Linked DNA regions of Xenopus laevis: region 2 is linked to region 1. A link is a contact called in public Hi-C data. All regions are on one chromosome and are shown on one strand. The core of a region is the stretch at or near the end of the contact, and the rest is flanking DNA. Distances in the headings are between cores, read along the strand shown. Region 1 has its middle 17 kb from the start of egfl6.S. Region 2 holds the start of LOC108709680 (thymosin beta-4).

The links. Hi-C and Micro-C count contacts between places; a contact is called where the count stands out from the background.
Region 2: a Hi-C map of the XL177 cell line shows a contact between it and region 1, with 4 times the contacts expected there. The contact joins the promoter of LOC108709680 here to the enhancer-like site in region 1. A contact is called at or near these places in 2 of 4 Hi-C or Micro-C datasets (the XL177 cell line and the XTC cell line).

What each region holds. Positions count from the first base shown.
Region 1 is chr2S:97,367,583-97,371,963 of Xenopus_laevis_v10.1, reverse strand. No RefSeq gene overlaps it. Among protein-coding and RNA genes, the nearest start is that of egfl6.S, 17 kb to the right of the region's middle. Within about 2 kb of position 2,628, at least 1 of the 7 cell types and tissues checked has an H3K27ac peak or open chromatin away from gene starts, as enhancers often do.
Region 2 is chr2S:97,481,805-97,486,480 of Xenopus_laevis_v10.1, reverse strand. It overlaps LOC108709680 (thymosin beta-4), which reads left to right and starts at 1,706. Exons shown (of 3, transcript XM_018249731.2): 1 at 1,706-1,854; 2 at 2,844-2,956; 3 at 3,173-3,642. The coding sequence starts at 2,857. The coding sequence ends at 3,207.

The sequences.
Region 1 (4,381 bases), core at 1,379-3,878:
GCCAGCTGCAGCAAACTTCCACAGTTCGACTTAGAGAACAGATATGCTGTACAGATATATTTGTAACAGTATGTCTATTAACCGGGAGCTCTAGCAATTTAAAATTAGGGTTTGGTCTTCAGCCATTTTGCAGTGAAACAATCAAGCTGCAAAATGATGACTTATAAGGAAGTGTGATATTAAAACAGTCAATAGAACACATTTCCTGGCTGCTAAAACCAGATGGAACTGGAAATCACAATGAACAGTCTCAGATAGAGACCTGCTTACAATGAATGTCTGTCAGCAACAACAGGCGATGTTTTATGCAATAGCAGAAATAACATTAATGCCCCATCTCTCAGCTTTATCATGGCACTTAATGGCAGCTGAGCAGCAATAGCCTGAGCAGTAGCATGAGCACAATCAATAATCAGATCCTACAGAGGAGTTTAATTCTGAACATGTTTAAAGCTTGTCTGTGGCCAGCAAATACACCTTAAGCACCAGTATATTCACCCAGACAGTAAACATGTGCTTCATGTCATCTGTTAAAATTCCATTCTGTTATATACTCATGGAAGCAATACCAACAGTAAATTGTGACAGTGCTGCTTATTTTAACATTTCTTTTTTTAAAGTACGAACAAACCTAAATACGTAATGTTTCCTGTAATGTGAACAAAGTGCAGTGGTGACCTCTTCTGGCTAGCATGTGTAACATTAAGTGGTATTGTGAATGACACAAAAGAACACATTCTTTTGCACCACGATATGCAAAAAGGATAAAACATTCAGTAATATATTTAAAAATAATTAATTTTTGAAAATACCAAACAAAAAAAGAAAAGAAAAACCCATTCAGGAACATTCTCAAATAATAAGGATAGCACATTCTAAATGCAATATGCAAATACCACTAGTCTAGGCTCTGTGTATTATGGCAGTGATCCAGCATGCAGCTAGAAATTGAGTTATCAGGCATTGCCTATAGGCAGTAATTGGGGGACAGGAAAAGTGACTCCTAGTACATGAAACTGCTACTGTATATGTGACTCCACCCACAATTGTATCACAATAGAAAATATTATTCTACACAATTTTCAAATATACCGCAATTAAAACTGTCATTTGTTTAGAGTTTAGAGTAAACCTAAATGAAAATCATTTTTTTGGTGTCTGATTCAATTATTCACTGTTGGTTCTGACTCTTTAAACCAGAAGTGCAGAAAGAGACTAAAAGAGAGTATGTAGCAGGGTAAAGGGTTTGCCAACCTTTAATTCTTTAGTTTCCCCAGGAGGGTTTTGACCAGCTAAATTTGGACCTATATTACAGTTGCATACCACCCAACATTTTGAAAGTAAAAAGCCAATTAAAGGAAAACTATACCCCCAAAATGAATACTTAAGCAACAGATAGTTTATATCAAATTGAATGACATATTAAAGAATCTTACCAAACTGGAATATATATTTACATAAATATTGCGCTTTTACATCTCTTGCCTTGAACCACCATTTCGTGACTCTATCTGTGCTGCCTCAGAGATCACCTGACCAGAAATACTACAACACTAAGGGGCAGATTCACTAAGGGTCGAATTTCGAAGTTAAAAATACTTCGAAATTCGACCCTCGAATTTAAATCCTTCGACTTCGAATATCGAAGTCGAAGGATTTAGCGCTAATCCTTCGATCGAACGATCGAAGGATTTTTCGTTCGATCGAACGATTAAATCCTTCGAATCGAACGATTCGAAGGATTTTAATCCAACGATCGAACGAAAATCCTTCGATCAAAAAAAGGTTAGCAAGCCTATGGGGACCTTCCCCATAGGCTAACATTGACTTCGGTAGCTTTTAGCTGCCGAAGTAGGGGGTCGAAGTTTTTTTTAAAGGGCAAGTACTTCGACTATCGAATGGTCGAATAGTCGAACGATTTTTACTTCGAATCGTTCGATTTCGTTAGATTTCGATCGAATTCGAACGAATTTAACCAATTCGATGGTCGAAGTACCCAAAAAATACTTCGAAATTCGAAGTATTTTTCATTCGAATCCTTCACTCGAGCTTAGTGAATCGGCCCCTAACTGTAACAGGAAGAAGTGAGGAAGCAAAAGGCAGAACTCTGTCTGTTAATTGGCTCATGTGACCTTACATGTGGTTTGTATGTGTGCACAGTGAATCTTACGATCTCATGGGGCGGCCCTTATTTTTTAAAATGGCAATTTTCTATTTATGATTACCCAATGGCACATCCTACTAAAAAAGTATATTATGATGATAATGGTTCATTTACATGAAGCGGGGTTTTACACATGAGCTGTTTTACTCAGTATCTTTTAATAGAGACCTACATTGTTTTGGGGGGTATAGTTTTCCTTTAAGTGAGAAACTTTGTTTCTTTTTTCTGGCTGTTCAGTGCAGAGAAAAGAGGGACTTTCCAGTACAAATGAGGGACTGCGGGTTGAGCTATCAAAAGAGGGACTGTCCCTCCGAAAAAGGGACAGTTGGGAGGTATGCGTTGGGAGGGGAAGATGTTTCCCTTTCCTGGGAGCTCAGTATTTTGCTGGCAGTTTAGTCTCTGGCCAGAGGGTGTCAGGGTTCTCTAAGTATAAAAAGGGGAAGCCCATGTGTGCTCAGCCTGTTTTTTTCCATTTGGATCACAAATCTGGGCCTGGTTGTGAAAGCTGGGAGGGTGTTGTACACAAGAAATCGAATTATCTACTTAGAAAGGACCAAACACAAATGAGCTTGAGTTTCCCTGCTTACCCTGTTTAGTTCAAGAAATAAAATCACACTTCAGATTAGTTAGATAGCACACACTTCTCAACATAATAATTTAACTAATCCTTGCAATGAAAATATAACTTGGACTTATTATTAGAAAACTGTTAGTATCTAGGTCAGTAGAGGGAGCAAAGAGTTGTGCTGACATCAAGTTATTTCATTATTATAACATTAGCATAAGGTAGTGCTATGTAGCTTGTTAAAAGTGTTTTTTTGCACATTTTTCAACTTCCATACCTGAAACAGATACAAATATTGTTGTAGTTAATGCATCAAGGGCAGGCTGATGTTAGTGATTTCATAGACTGAGAGTTGCTTAAATTGTCACCCCAGTGTATCTAAATTTCCTTTAAGATGTGTGGGCTTGTTTTTCTGCTCTTTGCACACAGTTTTCCATTGATAGTGAATTGCTGCAGGTCTCTGACTTCAATTTTGGAGCATAAAGATCTGTGGCTGCCTCAATAAATATATAGTGCGGCCTGCTTTCAGTAGCACTACATTTAGGTGGAGGGAGACACATAGGTGCCCCCTACCTATCACTTGCACATCATTCAGACACACAGACAAAGATCACAACGGTTGCTAGGAAATGCCAGGCTTGTGCCCCTACTGCTGAAGTCTGCTTTTCGCTCCATATTGTCACAGACAACAGCCAGACTCAGCACTAAGGGGTGTGCTCTTGTACTAAATGACCCCTTATGACTTTAGCCACTGGGACATTCCTTCTCAGAAATGCACAACAGTTGTCAGCATTTTTAATCACTGCTTAAAATATTCTGTATTCTTAAGACCAGTGTAAAACACATAAACCCCATATGTAATAAAGGCACACAATTTGCCATGTGCAGTAACCCATAGCAACCAATAAGACCAGTAAATGCTACCGAGTGATTAGTTGCTATACGTGATTAGAACTGCAGCAGATTTTGCACCTTTTTTACATATCCTTATACAATATGCTTATAAATTTTAGTAGGGGTTCATGATCCATTATACTCTACACCTCTGTTTTGTAATAGGCCATCTTCGGATCTCTGACCCTGCTACCTCCAGCCTTTGAAAAGTGAGCTGTTTGAATTTCTCCTTTTCTTTACACTGTGTTCTTAGCTTTACGTGCAGAGAATGCCATTTTCCCCTTTTCCACTTGTTGATGTCCCAGTCTCTACCACCCTACTCTAACATCAGCTTTTATGTCACTGTCCGCCATCTTGGACTTGAGCAAATTGACAGCTGTGGATAGTTATAAATGACAACATCTGACTTCAAAACAAGTGATTTATATAGTGGATAATAGAGCTCCGATGTCCGATATCAGGTCATCTATGAGTTACATGGGTTGCCAACCAGCAATGTATTTACTGGTAAATTTGTAATCCCTGGTTGTTTTGACTATCTCTGATCTGCCCCTATCCTGCCACCCCACTCCATCCATCACAGGTTCAGTCCCTCCCACCACTCCTACGTCATCGGCTGGTAAGGAGCTAATCTTAATTTCATACTACTTTTACCCCTTTCTGCTTTTTTCCCCCTATGTTTCTCTCCCTTCCTTTCACCTAAATATGATTTCTTTCATTTTCATTTCCTTCCTACCAATTTATGTACAGTATATTTC
Region 2 (4,676 bases), core at 457-2,956, 120 kb before region 1:
GTAAACACAAAGTTTTGACAAATCATCACTGAAATGTGCACAAAGCCACATAGGTGAGTTCCTTCATCTTTACAAAGAAAGGAAGTAAATTCAAATGACACAAAGCCACTGTGAATGGTAGTTCCTCAGACACCACTGACTGCTTAAGGTGGGGCTCCTGGTGGCCATTCACATAGTATATTCAAACAGTGAACAACAGACAGAACCAGATCAATTCTGTAATTGATGCCCAGTGGATATCAAGAAGTTGTAGGAGGATCAAGAAAGATTCAGATTGTATTGTTCCTGAGAGCTTACAGAAAGCAACTTAAACAAATCCTCCTACATGTTTCCCTTTCTCTCCAGTTCTATAGGCCTTTCTCGTGCTGCTGGCATCATCTTTCATGCTGGCCACGCCTAAACTGATGCTCAGTGTCCTTTTATCCCTATCCGTCTGCTGGAGGAGACTAATATTTATGGAATTGCTTTGCTGAGTGCTTCCTGGCAGTAATCACTAAATACCTTTTGGGAAACAGCAAACAGAAAGGGCTCATGCGTTATCTTTATTCATGAAATCTGACTAGAATAAGAAAGCTGGCACATTGCACATGCAGGGCTATTTTTATTGTTAAAGCCACTCTCCTACTTGATGTGATACTCGAGTCGTTTGTAGCCGAAGAACAGATACAAGGAAGAGACAAAACTATCATGGTTATTTTAGGTGCTTGAGCACTAAGCAGTTATAGGCCTGAGAAGCTGACAGTTTAGGCGAATTCCGGAAATCACATTTCCTGCTGCTTTACCACATCATGCCTTTCTAGAGCACTACATGAACGAGCTGCTAAGTAACTCTTTAATTTGACCGAGCTGTCCAGCAGGCACAAAGTTTGGGTAAATAAGCATTGATTACCAGGCCACGGATTTGTGGTGAGGCCACCAAGGCCTGGGCCTAGGGCAGCAGGATTTTACAACAACACCCACATTGGTTCAGAAACACTGGGGATGAGCAGGAGATACAATAGATTTTTAAATCTCCAGTGCACCAATCCCCATTGCTCCAGTCCCAATGATGAGGGACGGGGGGCGACGAACGACAGCGGGTGTTAATCTGACCCTGGTGATTACACGCGGCTCTCGGGATAATAAACCATCTTACCCTGGCACACATATTCATAGTTGTAGTACTTCGAGCAAAACAACATGACTGTGTGCACTGTGCAGGCAGGAGAAAAAGAGAAAGATAAAAAAGCTCTTCTCCTTTCTGTGCAAAGTCGTTGGGGAAGCTGCTCAATGTACAAAGCATCTGCCACTGCAAAAAAAAAAAAAGCCATAATACATTTAATACTGAATAAAAGGTATGCATTTATTTCTTTTATCACGTCATGAAAGCTGCACAAAGCTTCGAGCTCATGGCAGCCCTGGAAGTGTGCAAGGCCTTTCTATGGCGCCACTCCCCCACCTTTCACCCCTCGCCAAAGATGAAGACACAAAACTAGCGATGAATAACGTTGATAATTCTGATAATAAAACAGACGTTTATGACACAGAAGACAAGTGCGTTGTTCGCTGCCTTTGCGCCGTCACATTTTCTCTCAGGGACTAGGTTTTCGCGCTGCTATCTTTTACAACTGATTATTTAACAAAATAATACATATACTTATAAAAAAAACATAAAATAGCCTTCGAACAGTAACAGTTCTTACCCACAAATATTCTAATTGCTATAAGACGTAGCAATTGGGAGGGAAGGAGTTAAGTGACGTCAGCGCTATCTGCATACAGGAGCTGATATAAGGGCGGGTGCACTCCTTCGCCCCCTCACATTCGCGACTGCTTCTGAAAGGATCTTTGACGCTTGTGCGGGCTGACTCTCTGGTAAATGCTTTTATTTTTCTCCTAATCTTTGGCTTCGTTAATGTCCTTACGGTTGTGACCTTGTCGGTAGCCTCGTTAATCTGTGCCATCCTTCCCGTGTTGAATCTCCTTGCCCAGCTATTTGAGCCTATTGTGATTGCAGTGGAAGCTTTAACCTCTGTATTTGCATATGCAATTGCTTATTGGAGGGGTGCGATGACTGGTTCTCTCGTCTTTAAAATGCAAAGTTTTAATGTTTTATCTGCTTAAGGCTGACCAAATGCTGAACTACAAATCCCAGCATCCCTTTTTATCTTGCGTTTGTAGTTAACATTGAACATTGAATATACCCCACTGACCCAAGACTATGATGCAGATAATTGGGTTTAAACTCATGGAAGATCTGATTTAATTGTGCCCTTGCAGTGCTCTTAATGTCTTGTTCTGGATTAATGGTGCAGCCCATCTAATATCTAAGATAAGGGTATTCTGTTGTCTTGCTGATGGCGAATTCTTTCTCCAGTGCATGTTCTATAGGGATGGATGGGGGGAGAAAGGGGTTAGTGTGGGTTGAGGCAGAATAGGGCGGTGGTTAAGGCTCCTTGGGCTTGTACTGCAGCTCTTTGTAAGAGAAGAATGCAGTGACTTCATCTGGCAGCCAAAGAGAGAGGCACCCCCAGCTCTCCTGGTTATTCACCCCCTCATTAGCATGATGTATTCCTTCCAGTCTCTAGATCAGATTTTTGAACCCCTCACTATACCACAGGCTGTCTCATGGCATTAATATCAATATAACACAAGTTGGATTTAAGGCTTTTTCAAATCTAAAAATCAAAGTGAATAATAATAATTCCTTTTGCATTCACTTTATCCTAGCCAAGCCTAATCAGACCTAGTCAGTCTAAGAGGGTGTGGCAATCATTGACTGAATAGCAAGTGACACTTTTTTCCCCCTTTCGTAGCAAGGATGGTGGCGCTATTTCATTTTTTTTTTCTTTTCTTTTGTTCAGAACATACCACAAAATGTCTGACAAACCAGATATGGCTGAGATTGAGAAATTCGATAAGGCCAAACTGAAGAAGACAGAAACACAAGAAAAGAACCCACTCCCATCAAAAGAAAGTAAGTAATCTTAAACCAGCATTTTATAAATTAAGTCTAAAATCAAACATCCTCCTTCCAATGTTCTAGAAAAAACTTCTATAGTCCGTGACCCTTATGCATTCTATATGGGGTAGACACTAGTTTTTCTTGATATAACCTTTTTCCTTCAGACAGTTTTTTTTTATTTAATATTTTTCATTTTAAGCTAATTTTGTGTTTTCTTCTCTTCTGTAGCAATTGAGCAAGAGAAGCAATCAACTGAGTCATAATGAATCCCCATCACCCCGATATGCACTGTACATTCCACAAGCATTGCCTTCTTATTTTACTTTTAGCTGTTTAACTTTGTAAGAAATAACTCAAATACAAAGAATTAGAACATGTTCTGTGCTGCCCTGTTACACTTAAAGAAAGGAATAAGAACTACTGAAAACGGAATGAAGGCGCTGCCTTTCCATCTGCCTGGCTGGCTTTGATTCTGGTGACATTGAAAGATCTTGCATGATTATCTAAGGAGAACAAGTGTGGAAATAACAGAACCAAAGTAACATGCTCTGATGTGGGTGGAATGAAAGCTGCACCAAGGTCCAGCGAGCTGTAAAATACGGTCAAATCGAGTGCCATTTTATTTGTTCAAAATGAATTGAATTATTGGAATGCACAATTTTTTTTAATATGCAAATAAAAAAAATAATAAAACATTAGTTTGACTTGTGGCGGTTTTTCTGGATGAAGTGTGGGATTTGGCAGCACAGAAGCTATTGGTACTTTATTTTTATTTTTTCCTCTTCTCTACCGCCATCCCCTAGATATATAGTAGCCCTTCATCATCCTATTATAGTGACCACCCACATTAGGCTTGTAGTAGTTCAGTTGCCTGAAATCCTTCCTTTGTAAGTTAATTTATTTTATAGCTGGGTGTGGTCTGTTATGCATTCTCTTCCAGTGGTGCATTTTTGCTAGGATGGTCTTGGAAATTAAATATGGCCCTTTATAATGTATAAAGCAATTTATAAATATACATTTTGGCAATATCCCTTACTATTAATCCTGCTGCCATGCTTGTATTTCTGTAGTTGCACAATTCACCATATTTATTGAAGGCTTATTACATATATTTTTATAACCTAAATATAGAGCAAAGTCCATATCATATATCTGCTTTAACCCTGCACTAGTTTTTCATTATAAAGTGCCTATTTAGGAATATTTTTTTTTTTTTGGAAAGCGGTCACCAAGTGTGGACAACAAAAACCTTTCCAGGTACAGTAGGGTGCATTAATTTACTAGCTAAAGTAATTGTTTATGCTGCTAATGGTTTGGGCACTGAAATGTAGTGGGCAATGGTCTGGGCTAATGTGTATCGTTCAAAGTGCTCCGCCAAGGCTACAGGGTATTGTGTAACAAAAATGCTTTAGCTTGAGGGAGTGCTTTTTTGCTATTTGGTGTAGCTAAAGTACATTAGCTTTTATTACTGCAAATGCCATTTTTTTTTTTCTCTCTGGCCACGGAGTTCATTCTAAAACAGGTTGGTGTGACGCCAGTTTAGGGCCACTTATGTTTCATGCTGAACTGGCTTGAGTTAAGCGTATTAAATTCGGTATACAATGCTGCAAAAATATTTAGCAAATGCTTCTTACCCAAGAGTTCTGCATGATTAGTGTTATATGGAAGGCAGTTGCCAAACTAGGATAGCAAGATAAAATAAAGTAGTTTTAGTTAAATTATAGTAATTATA